Regions from separate parts of the Sus scrofa genome. Here regions 1 and 2 are each linked to region 3. The links are chromatin contacts, called in public Hi-C and HiChIP or PLAC-seq maps. All regions are on one chromosome and are shown on one strand. Each heading gives the region's core, a stretch centred on a gene start, on an enhancer-like site or on the middle of the called end of the contact. The rest is flanking DNA. Distances are from core to core; before and after follow the strand shown.

Region 1 (4,229 bases), core at 792-3,291, 200 kb before region 3:
TTTGTTTTTATCCTGAGCCTTACATTTGAAAAGCATAATAGCCTAAGGTTATTTAGTATGTTTTTTCAATGTTTTTCTTTCCTTTGTGCCCTGTAACTTTGCTCAGAAGTAGTTTGGAGATGAGAGCTGGGAAAACCAAGGGCCTAGTCAAGCGTATGTAGTTGCTAATGATTCTCAACCTTGGCTTTTTTGTTTTTTACTTCAGATGTCTTGTTCTGAAATTTGAAGAAAATGTGATATTACTATTTTTAATGTGAATTTTTAAAAATTCACTTGACTAAAAAATATGTGACACATGAAACTTTTTTCTTTGATTTCTAGAAGAGGATATTGCCTATTAGAACAGATAGTAACAATACTAAAACTTCCAAACACTTTTTAAGGAAAAAGATCTTATAGACAAAACACCATTTTTTAAATTACTCAATGAATTTTATTACATTTATAGTTGTACAGTGATCATCACAACCTGATTTTATAGCATTTCCATCCCAAACCCCGAGCCCACCTGCCAACCTGTTTCATTTGGAAACTGTAAGTTTTTCAAAGTCTGTGAGTCAGTATCTGTTCTGCAATGAAATTCTTTGTGTCCTTTTTTTATATTCCATGTATAAGTGATAGCATTTGATGTTGGTGTCTCACTGTCTGATTGACTTCACTTAGCATGATAATTTCTAGGTCCATCCATGTTGCTGCAAATGCCGCTCTTTCCTTTTAAAGGCTGAGTAATACTCCATTGTGTATGTGTACCGCATCTTCCTTATCCACTCTTCTTTCAATGGACATTTGGAGTTAAAACACCATTTTTAAGGCTCACTTGTTTTATACTTTAAATTGGGTTGTATTACTTATTCTGCAAAGTTTAGCTCGTGAGTGCACTGAACGCTCATCAGATGCATGGTATTCACAAAGCCCTATGCTGGATGCCTAAGAAATCCTAAGATAACCCTTTCCCCTCAATCTTGACGTTATGAAACCTCTGCAGCTAACCACAGCATACAAAATAATGAGTGCTTAAAGCTAAATTGACGGTTTTATAGGAAGTCAGAAAGATACCCCTTTAAGCTACCATGGTTGAGAAAAGCTTCTTGGAAAGGGAGGTTCTGAAGCCGTCTTGAGGGATGTATATATTAAAGTGAGAGAGAGATAAGAGGTGGAGGGAATAGTATAAACTCAGGTTCAGGAGGAGGTATATTCAGGGTGTATTTGGTAGTTTATGGGAGTGGAGGAAATTTTGAAAAGGTGTATAGTGGGAAGTAGCGGGAAACAGGGAAATGAATTGAAAGTTGTGAATGAGTTTGTACACCCTGACAACAATTGTTAGAAAGATTCTTCCAACAGTGGATTCTTTGTGTGCCTATCAATGTTCCTTTTCCATTCCTGCCCCACACCAAATAAAAGAATAAACATTTAATCCTTTCATTCAGCAAATATTTATTGAGTACCTGTTCTATCCGAGGTGCTTCGCTAGGAATACACAGATAAACTAGACATAGTCCTCCCCTCAGGGAGCTCACAGTCTGCTGAAGAAAACCAACTCTTGTTTAGAAAAGGGATACGTACAAAGTGCTCATTATATTTGAAATGGGGCCACCTTGAAAAAGAATGATCTTGGCTGCTTTGGGCTAATCGCCTGAGCTCTGTTTTTAGCCCTTGGGAGCAACCTCAGGATGTGTGGCATACCAGAAGAACAGCTGCATACTATATTCTGAAAATGATGAAAGTGGCGCCTCTGTTTTTCCAGACCCAGAGCAATGACTCTTGCTGAGGAGAGCCAACCTCTTTCTCTCCTGGCTTGTGCTGTTGGGTACACTGATGCAAAGAATTTTAGAGCGGAGGTTTCAGATTTTCCTGCCTTTGTCCTAAATAAAGATATGGAGAAGGAAAGGAAAAGGAAATAATAAACTATACAATTTTTTCATTAAAAATGTATAGAATTCATCTATTGGTATTTTTTAGAAGCAGCAAGAGGTGGTAAGAGTAATGTTAGGTAATGTTTATTGAGTGCTTACTTTGTGCCAAGTGTTATGATGAGGGCTTTTAACATACAGTACCCACTTTAACTTACACAGTAGACCTAAAAACTGGCTACTGTTTTCATCACCTTTTACAGATAAGGAGACTGAGGCTTAAAAAGATTAAATAACTTTCCATGTCACATAGCTCATGAGTGGCTATAATGGAAAGTGTACTGGAATGAGTTTTGTATTTCATATTTTGTAGAGAAAGTTAAAAGCCCAGAGGAAAAAAAAAAAAAAAAAAAGCCCAGAGAGAAGTGATTGGTCTATATAAGTATAGAACAGAATGATGTCAGAGCCAGATTTAGAACTTGCATATCAATATTTTGACTCTTAAAAAAATTTGAGGAGTTCCCATCGTGGCTCAGGGGAAATGAATCTGACTAGCATCCATGAGGCCGCAGGTTTGATCCTTGGCCTTGCTCAGTGAGTTAAGGAATCCAGCGTTGCTGTGAGCTGTGGTGTAGGTCTCAGATGCAGCTCGGATCCTGTGTTGCTGTGGCCGTGGTGTAGGCCAGCAGCTATACCTCCAATTTGACCCCTAGCCTGGGAACCTCCATATGCCACGGGTACAGCCCTAAAAAGACCAGAAAAAAAAAAAGTTGAGATTTTTTTTGTAATAGAAGATTTGGACTTATATATTATCCAGCTTCTTCAGTTACCTAATTGTGACCAGTATTATTTCATCTATACTTCTACTCACCTGCCCTCTACCATATTTATTTGAAGCAAATACTAAACAGAATATTATTTTACCTGTAAATATACCAGAATATTTCTCTAAAGAGATGAGAGTCATTTAGGAGTTCCCCTTGTGGCTCGGTGGTTAATGAATCTGACTAGGAACCATGAGGTTGCGGGTTTAATCCCTGGCCTTGCTCAGTGGGTTAAGGATCCGGCGTTGCCGTGAGCTGTGGTGTAGGTTGCAGACGTGGCTCGGATCCCGTGTTGCTGTGTCTCTGGTGTAGGCTGGCGGCTGGCTACAGCTCCGATTCGACCCCTAGCCTGGGAACCTCCATATGCTGCGGGAGCAGCCCAAGAAATGGCAAAAAGACAAAAAAAAAGACAAAAAGGAAAAAAAAAGAGATGAGTCATTTAAAGAACATAATTATAATACTATTATCTAAATTTAAATAGCTTAGATGAACCAAATTAATAATAATTCCTTAATACCATCAACTCTCTAGTCTGAGTTCACATTTCCAATTGTCTCAAAAGTGTTAGAATTTTTTCTTACAGTTTACTTGAATCAGGATCTATACATTACAATAGATCGATATATCTTTTGATAAGTCTCTTTTAATCTATAGCTTTCCCTTCCCCTTTTAAATTTTCATGTAATTTAAATTGTTGAAAAGACTAGTTGTTTGTCTTGTAGAGTTTCTTTCAATTTTATTTTGTTGAGTGTATCCCTGTAGTTTAAGATGTTCTTCTGTCTTCTGTATTTCCTGTAAATTGGTAGTTGGATCTAGAGGCTTGATTACATTCAGGTTTGATATATACTTTTTTGCAAAACTGCTTTATAAATGACATTGTATCATTAGGAGGCAGACAATGTCTAGTTATATCTTTTTTTTTTGTGATGTTAGGAATAATTGATGCTTAATATCAGGATGCATTAATTTATTGGGAGTTTCAAGGCCTTCCATTTCCAACATTGTTGAGTATCAAAAAGAGAATTTACCCTCTCACCAGCCAGGTAAAGGAGACTATTCAGACACTGAACAACAAGCATACAGGAGTGTGATCTGTAAAGGAAGGGAAATGACATAATGTCTGGCATGCAGTGAAAAATTACTAGACATGAAAGGAAACAAGATAACAACATTGATTGCTATTTAATCTTGTTTTTACTATGCTTTAGGCACAAAGCTAGGTGCTTTGCATACATTATACCAGTTGACTCTTATAAAAACCTTTTAAAATGAGTGTTACTTAATTTCTACTTTATGCATCAGGAAATTGAGGCTTGGGAAAGTTCCAGCCTTGCTCAAGGTTGGCTGATGTGCCAGAGCTGGGATGAGAACCAAGATCTATTGGATTCCAAAGCCTGAACTCTTAATCCTTAAATTACTGAAGAAAATTTATGTTCAGAGCACAGTAGGGTAAGAACAGAGTAGTAGTTGGAAAGTCAGGGAAGGTTTGAAAAGGCCACACTGCAAAGGATTTTATGTGTCCTGTATCTGAAGTCATTCTTTATCCATTTTTTTC
Region 2 (3,948 bases), core at 1,161-3,660, 140 kb before region 3:
TCAGTAATGGGGTGTGAAGGATTATTATTATTATTTTTTAGGGCCACATCTATGCCATATGGAAGTTCCTAGGCTAGGGGTCAAATCGGAGCTACAGCTGCTGGCCTACACCACAGCCACAGCAGCTCGGGATCTGAGCCATATCTGCTGCCTACATCTCAGCGGGAACTTCTGTCTTAAACCAATATAGGAGAAACTGTTACTTCAGAATTTACAGCTTAGATGGAAAAATAAATTATGGTCTTATTCCTTTTCTTTCAGAAATTCATCTTGTACCGCTTTCACATTTCTTTGGATGGTTCTAGAATAAATTTCTCCAGGGAGTTTCTGTCATGGCTCAGTGGTTAATGAACCCAACTAGTATCCATGAAGATTCAAATTCGATCCCTGGCGTCATTCAGTGGGTTAGGGCTCTGGCATTGCTGTGGCTGTGGCGTAGGTCAGTGGTTACAGCTCCAATTAGACCCCTAGCCTGTGAACTTCCATATGCTGCAGGTGTGGACCCAAAAAAACAATAAAGAAATAAATAAATTTCTCCAGGTCCAGTCTCTCATCTGAGTTATATAGTCTTGGGCATCCCCCAAAATAGTGCCCCATCAATATCCCAGCCACAGCAAAGCCAGATCTGAGCCACATGTGTGACCTGTGTTGCAGCCTGATCCTTAACCCACTAAGCGAGACCAGGGATCAAAGTGGCATCCTCGCAGACAGTATGCTGGGTTCTTAACCCAACTGAGCCACAGTGGGAACTCCGGAATGCTTCTATTTTCCTTTTTTTTTTTTTAATCATCAATCAGTTAGCAAATCCTGACATAATCTGAATTGTGTTTTGTAATGATAGTTTCTTATTATCTTTCTCTTTTATTTTTTTCAGTGACACTTACCAATATCTAACATGCTGTATATAATTCTTATTTACTGTCAGCTTCTCCCCACAAGAATGTAAGCTCCCCGAGGAGAGATTTTTGCCTGTTGTTTACTACAGTATTCCCATCATTCGGTATTTATTGGATAAATTGAGCACTTACTATGTGTCAGGCATTATGCTTTGCATTACATGCAGAATCCCATTTAAATTTTACCATACTGGCTAGGTGTTTTATGTTCTGATTTTGAGATATTAAAACTCAATTTAATTTTTAAAAGGTTAGGTGACTTGGCCAAAGTCACACAACTCAGTGGTTAATAGGTGGTAGAACCAGGCTATAGTTTGCCCTCAGACTTTGCAGCCTATCTATATGCCTTTAATAATATTCATATTCTTTAAATTTCAAGACATTCCCTAATATCAAGACCCTCAGCCTATCTTACTTTTCTATCAGAAACCTGATCCAGTTAAACTGCCCCTGGGAGCATATGTATCTTATAACTTTCCTCCAGATTTTGTTGAGATAAACTCCCTATAGAAATCTTATCCAGCCCTTCACTCTGTGATCCAGTGCAACTTGTACCTCTTTTAACAAATCATTCCTGAATACATCCCTTTCCAGGATACAGTAAGGAATTCCTGTTCTTATTAGCCACATGGTTTGGGGTTCTTGATCATATAATTAGTCTTACACTGTGTCCCACTGCTCGTATCTTGTTGGCACACTAAAGGGTCAATAAATGGGAGCCATTCTAACTTTCTTGCATTCCCATCTGAGCCCTGAAGGCAGTTTTCCAGGGTGCATACTTTTACGCAGTGTGCATGTGTTTCTCCCTCCGCTCCCAGTCCCACTGAAAACGTCTTTAAAATGCTAACGATTCAGTTGGGAAGGAAGCACGCAGAGAAGACGTAAACATTAAGATGATGTGTACACTGGGCTAAAATGAACATGTCCGCTGACGGAGGAGTGCGTGAAGGTAGGCTGAGGGGCGTCGCGGGACGGCCTCACGGAGGGCCTCAGGGTGGCGGGGGTCTCGCGCTGCGCCTCGGTAGGAAAGTCTGAAGTGTTTTCGGCCTGCCGCTGTCCTCGGCCTCGGGCTCGCCTTCCCGCAGGGCCACGTGCCAGTGTTTTAGTCTCATCGCGCCTGGGGCCCCTAGAAACGGTTAATAACCGCCTTCCCCAACTAGGCCTCTCCCCTCCATCTTTGTGCGGACGGGAGGGGCGAGGACGCCAGGTGTAGCGGCCAGGCGAAATCGGGCGGGTAAAACCAGGCCCCCAACCCCAACAGTCAAGTTTTCAAAAAGCCCGCGCGTGCCGCCCCAGGTGGCATCCGTTGGGAACAGCCCCCAGCGCGTCCCCGATCAACCCTCCCGCCCCCCACCCGCCGTGGCAGGTCCAAGGCGGGAGGAGGCGTGGGGGTTGCAAGCAAACTCCGCACACGGGGAGCGCGGGGGCCAGCGCGCATTGGGGAGCGCGCCCATCCGGCGGCTGCCGAAAACGGAAGTGAGTGCGAGCGGGTCGCGGTGATTGGCTGAACCGACACGTCTCTCAAGGGGCTGGCGCGAACGCCACTGCGGAGTTGGGCGAGGGGATACGGCAAGGGGAGGGGGAAAAATCACTGGGAACAGCCGCGGAGCAGGGAACGAATGAATCACGGACGTTCGCGAAGGGCAGCGAGAGTCCGTAGTCAGGGCGCACTGGGGATCCCGAGAGTGAAAGCGGGAGGTAGAGGCGGCGGCGGCAGCAGCACAGGCCGAGGGCTTGAATAGACCGCGGAGGGCGGGGAGTCAGTGATCAAGAGCGGCGCTGCGGTACGGTAGGCGGGACTAATGAGTGCGAGGCGGGGATTGGCGAGCAGCCCTGGGCTGCCGTACGTCGGCGGTGACGCACGCCTCGGGGAGGGTGCGCGCGCGTTCAGCGGCCTCTTTGTGTGGTGCCCAGATAGGGGAGCGGAGGTAGTGGCGGCGGTAGCGGCGGTCTCGGTTGTCTTCCAGTCTCCTCCGCTCGCCCTCTAACCGGCACCTCTCCCCTTCCCTCCCCCTTCCTCTCTTCCTCTTTCCCTTCCCTCCCCTTCTTCCCTTCCCCGTCGGTGGCCGGCGGGGGCGGCTCCAGCAACGGCTGGGCCCAAGCTGTGAAGAGGCCTTAGCCAACGATAACGGCGACGGCGAAACCTCGGAGCTCGCAGGGCGGGGGGAAGGCCCGGGCCGTGGAGATGGAGAATTCCCAGTTGTGTAAGCTGTTCATAGGCGGCCTCAACGTGCAGACGAGTGAGTCGGGCCTGCGCGGCCACTTTGAGGCCTTTGGGACCCTGACAGACTGCGTGGTGGTGGTGAACCCCCAGACCAAGCGCTCCCGTTGCTTCGGCTTCGTGACCTACTCCAATGTGGAGGAGGCCGATGCCGCCATGGCTGCCTCGCCCCATGCCGTGGACGGCAACACGGTGGAGCTGAAGCGGGCGGTGTCCCGGGAGGATTCGGCGCGGCCCGGTGCTCACGCCAAGGTGAAGAAGCTCTTTGTCGGGGGCCTTAAGGGAGACGTGGCCGAGGGCGACCTGATCGAGCACTTCTCGCAGTTTGGCACCGTGGAAAAGGCCGAGATTATTGCCGACAAGCAGTCGGGCAAGAAGCGGGGCTTCGGCTTCGTCTATTTTCAGAATCACGACGCGGCAGATAAGGCCGCGGTGGTGAAGTTCCATCCGATCCAGGGCCATCGCGTGGAGGTGAAAAAGGCTGTCCCCAAGGAGGATATCCACTCCGGTGGGGGCGGAGGCGGCTCGCGGTCCTCGCGGGGCGGCCGTGGCGGCCGGGGTCGCGGCGGCGGTCGTGACCAGAACGGCCTGTCTAAGGGCGGTGGCGGCGGTTACAACAGCTACGGGGGTTACGGCGGCGGCGGCGGCTACAACGCCTACGGAGGCGGCGGCGGCGGCTCGTCCTACGGTGGAAGCGACTACGGTAACGGCTTCGGCGGCTTCGGCAGCTACAGCCAGCACCAGTCCTCCTATGGGCCCATGAAGAGCGGCGGCGGCGGCGGCGGAGGCAGCAGCTGGGGCGGTCGCAGTAACAGTGGACCTTACAGAGGC
Region 3 (4,138 bases), core at 1,599-4,098:
GTGTGCTCATGCTAAAAGACATATTTATGTTCCGTGCTTTTAATATGTACTTGAAGATATTTAAGTGTGTATTTAAATATGTTTTCCATATATATATTATATATAACATGTATGTAGTACATGCTCATGATTGTACATTTATAGCTTATCTTTTGATATTTTTAATATATTGTGTTTTCGTATATATAAAGTAACATATGCTCAGAATAAAAATAGCTTGTAAAATTGGGATATAATTTACATATGATAAAGAATACACATCTTAAGGAGAGAAAAATCCTTTGATTAAATAATCCTTCTCAGTAGATTTTCATTTGGTGGTGTTTATTTAGTCTGTAGCTAGTATGTAAGATCCTTGTTATAACTCCAGGGTCCTCCTAAGTCTGAGAACCCAGCACACACACACGTGTGCATACACACAGACACAGACACAGACACACACACACACACACACGAGACCCTCCCACCCCCAGCACACGCACACGTGTGCGTACACACAGACACAGACAGACACACACACACATGCACGAGACCCTCCCACTGTATTCTAAGACTGCATGTTAAACCCAAATGTTTGACTCTCTCTCTGGGGAACTCAAATACCAATTTCCTGCCCCTGCCTCAGGCTGAAGTGTTGCTCTTGGGTAACAGCATATGGTATTTTTATTTTAAAAATGAGTGATGGCGCCTGAGGGTTCTTGTGCGTGGCTCAGAGATTGCAAGGGGTCTGCAGGTACTTTCCAGCTACCCCAGCCCAGCTTGTGCCCAGGGCACTCCATTCACATGCTTTGCCTGCCAGAGTTGTGGATGGAGTACAAACCGTGTGAAGACGGTACTTGGGTTCTCATGGGAACTATTTTTCCCTATTTGTTCCGTTTGCCGTTGTGAACCTTTAGCTAGAAGGTCTGCCCGCTTGGCTGTAGCTGGGGCCCTCAAGCTTTCCATCTCTCCCGTGCCTTGTCCTGGAGAGGATCTCTCGTGGTTCACAAGCAGGAATACCCTGAGCCCCAGGGGTGCCAGCCCATAGCTCACACTGGGTGTGAGGGGTGCGTTTTGCGAGAGGTGCAGCACTGGTTGGAGATGCTCAGGGCTTAAGAGGAAGCAGAAGGCAGAGGTGTGAAGGATGCTTACCCTGATGGGCAAGTGAGTTGGTGGTCTTCCTGGAGGGATAGGGTCCCGAACGCTGATGGAGGTGTGGGGGCCCCTCCACGTCTGTGCCAGCTTCCACGGTACCCCCTCAGTCACGTTGTCCATTCCAGGGAAGCTGTATGCCGTCGGCGGTTATGATGGGGCGTCCCGCCAGTGCCTGAGCACCGTGGAGCAGTACAACCCCGCCACCAATGAGTGGACGTACGTGGCGGACATGAGCACTCGCCGCAGTGGCGCAGGTACGGTGGGGGCTCGGGGTGAGGCTGGCTCCGATCCGCTCACAGGGGGTCTAGGGGCCAAGAGCTGAGGGTTCTGCCTTACCTCCCTCCCTCTGCTCTCTGGCGGTCTGTAGCGTCTCTCTCGCACCTCCACCGCCAACCCAGCACACAGGAGGTAACCTTCCCCAGGGATTCCTTTGCTCGGGAGTGTCTGAGCTAATTCCCTCTTTGGTGGTGTGTGCGGCTCTGGACAGCGAAGCTTGCTCTGTGCCACGTGCTGTCCGGACACACACTCGCCAGGCCTCGTTGTCCTTGATCCTCATCACGGCCCTCCAAGGCGGACACGGCGTGACTCCACTCAACAGATGTAGAAAGGGAATCGACCGGGGTTGAGGCAAGGTCCTATCGTGAGTAACTGGCAGGGTCAGGATTGCTACTCAGGTCTGTTTCACTTCAGAGGCAGCTTTTTGGACCCCCAGTTATCAGAGTCTCATTCTTATGAAGTAGTAGGACAAGCCCGGCTGTCCCAGTCTTCCGTGGAAAAGCGAACGCTTGCCTGTCTCTGTCTTGGGGTTGAAAGCCAAGCTATTAGTGTTGGTATTTGGAAACAAGCCTGTGTCTCCCCCTCACCTTTGCTTCCCTGCAGCCCCTCCCCACAGGTGGCCACCTCCGCTTCCTGTGGGCGGTCCAGGAGCTGTGTGGTCCTCGGCGATTTTCCAGGAAGTGGAGCAGCAACCCCTTCTTCCCTGCTTTGTCTGTCCCGTCATCTGGGGGCCCAGAGGAAAGGGCCTGGCAGGGAGGCTGATCTCTGGCTCTCTGTTCCCGGTTCCTGTGGGAGGGGTGACTGATGCCCATCCTGGCTGGCAGGAAGGCCATGTGACTTCTGGGAAGGGAAGCCGCCACAGGGACTTTTCCCCCACTGTGCTATTCCTTTATATATCTCGGTGTGTTTGAGGATTGAGTTGTGATCTCACTTTATACTACCAAACACAAGACCACTTCCCCAGCATTCCTTAAATATTACGCTATTTTAATATTTTTCAGGAACAGCTGTGCACTCACTGGTTAGAAAAGGAAAAGCTCTATGGCTTCATTTAAGAAGCATTTGCTTTTGGAAGGCTATTTTTAGGAAGCTCGTCTTGCTGTCTCTGCTGATCCCAACAGGTTGGCCCTCTTCCTAAACCTGTAGCAAAGGAGTGGAAGTCAGGAGGCCTGGCCCGTGGTTCTGGGTCTGCTCCACGCGCCATGCGGCTCTGGCCTCTGATTCTCGATGTGAAAGAGCAGGTTGCAGTAGGTGTCTCCAGCGCCCCGTTCAGTGCCTACACCCCGGCCCTTCTCCATTCATGGGCTCTTCCTGCCCTTTCGGTTTGTAGTACTGGCAGAGTCTTCTTTGCACTTCCTGGAAGTCCTGTGTGTGACGTGAGGTGTGAGAGCATGTGTTGACAGCCTGAGGAGGCGGGATAGCTCCCCAGCAGGGAAGCAGTGTGCCCTGAGCTGCGTGGCTGCTTCTGGGAAAGCCTCGAGCAGAAAGTGGGGCATCCCGGACAGAGCCGGGAGCACAGACCTGCTGAGAAAGTCCAGGCGAGTCTTGTGGGCAGAGCTGCCTTTGGCGGCTTTTTGCTCTGTCTCTGCCAGGCTGCTCAGGGCTTATTGCTCAGTGGAGGCCACTCGGGCTTCACCTGGGCCGGAGGTCCCGGATGGTGACAGGGGGGCTGCCTGCCTGATGCCTGTGTCCCAGGGAGGCACCGTGACCTCAACTGGGGGGATGGACTCCCTCCCAGAGGTGGGGTCTTTGCTCAGGTCTTTGTCAGCACCCTTGCCTCAGGCTCCCAGGGCAGCCTTTCTTTAGCGCTTCACATCCCTAAGATTTGCGGACACTCACTGTGTACTTGGAAGCCCTTATATTTGCCGTGGTAGGTTGTTTGGTGGCTAAAGACCCAGAGACCCTGGCTTCAGGGGCCCCATGGCTCTGGGTCCAGGGAAGCTCCTTGTGAATGCTTGCAGAGGAGCCTGTGCAGGCCATGGTGCCCCAGTGCCAGGAAGGCTGCCCATTTCCTCGGAGCGTGTGGGCCATGCCAGCAGATGGCTGTGAGGAAAGGAGGCCATCTCTGGGTCCCTGCTGCACGTGGAGGAGGGGACAGTGAGGTGCTTTGGAGCACAGTCAGTTCCCTTTGACCCCAGTTCGTTGGAGAGCCTCTGCTGATACAACACCACCACCTGCTGTTCGTTTGGGGCAACTGCGAGGAACCGTTTGCACGTCCGCTTGATAGCCCGTGGGGTTTTACACGTCTTGCCGTCTTGCGTTCAGACGGTACTTGTTGAGAACCTCTTCTCTACTGTCGGGCACAGGGAACCAGATGTGATAAGGTAGCGTGGTTCTTGTCCCTGTGAGGTGTATGTTCTGGAAGTCGATTCTTGGCTCTGAAGCCGGGCTGCACATCCTGATCACCTGAGGTGCTTTGTCTGACTCCTGACCAGTGTCTCTGGGAATGAGGCCGCGTAAGCGCTTTGCAGCCTTCCCCAGCCAGGTGAGCTGCAGCCTGTGGGTGGAGTCCACTGGAACTCCCCGTCTAGTCCGGCTCCCTCACCATACAAGTCGCCCTGCACGGGAGGGCACCCCTGGCAGACAAGCTAGAGACACAGGTCCAGAACCCAGGTGTCCCAGCCAGCAGGTCAGCTGCTCTTTCCAGGGCACTGGGCCAGCCCTCTGCTTTCTGGATTTTATTTCCTTGACTTGTACTAAAGGATGTTAAAAGGTCATGCTGAAACCT

Evidence for each region. A called contact is a pair of places that touch in the nucleus more often than the background predicts. HiChIP or PLAC-seq counts read pairs in DNA pulled down with a chosen protein or histone mark.
Region 1: a Hi-C map of skeletal muscle shows a contact between it and region 3, with 7 times the contacts expected there. The contact joins two enhancer-like sites. A contact is called at or near these places in 25 of 47 Hi-C or Micro-C datasets (alveolar macrophages, blood, brain and 16 more) and 1 of 2 datasets of contacts at active chromatin or transcription factors (skeletal muscle).
Region 2: a contact with region 3 is called in an H3K27ac HiChIP or PLAC-seq map of skeletal muscle. The contact joins the promoter of HNRNPA0 here to the enhancer-like site in region 3. A contact is called at or near these places in 1 of 5 promoter capture datasets (liver), 10 of 47 Hi-C or Micro-C datasets (embryonic fibroblasts, fetal heart ventricle, fetal skeletal muscle and 6 more) and 2 of 2 datasets of contacts at active chromatin or transcription factors (alveolar macrophages and skeletal muscle).

The regions. Positions count from the first base shown.
Region 1 is chr2:139,840,738-139,844,966 of Sscrofa11.1, reverse strand. All of the region lies in intron 1 of KLHL3 (kelch-like protein 3), which reads left to right. Among named protein-coding and RNA genes, the nearest start is that of KLHL3, 47 kb to the left of the region's middle. Within about 2 kb of position 2,041, at least 3 of the 83 cell types and tissues checked have an H3K27ac peak or open chromatin away from gene starts, as enhancers often do. A contact at or near this core is called in skeletal muscle, where this site is marked.
Region 2 is chr2:139,781,478-139,785,425 of Sscrofa11.1, reverse strand. HNRNPA0 (heterogeneous nuclear ribonucleoprotein A0) reads left to right here and starts at 2,410. Exons shown (of 1, transcript XM_003123970.5): 1 at 2,410-3,948. The coding sequence starts at 3,082. The region is part of intron 1 of KLHL3 (kelch-like protein 3); the gene reads left to right.
Region 3 is chr2:139,645,756-139,649,893 of Sscrofa11.1, reverse strand. It overlaps KLHL3 (kelch-like protein 3), which reads left to right. Exons shown (of 14, transcript XM_021084794.1): 11 at 1,260-1,388. Among named protein-coding and RNA genes, the nearest start is that of MIR874, 12 kb to the left of the region's middle. Within about 2 kb of position 2,848, at least 14 of the 83 cell types and tissues checked have an H3K27ac peak or open chromatin away from gene starts, as enhancers often do. A contact at or near this core is called in omental adipose tissue, retroperitoneal adipose tissue and skeletal muscle, where this site is marked.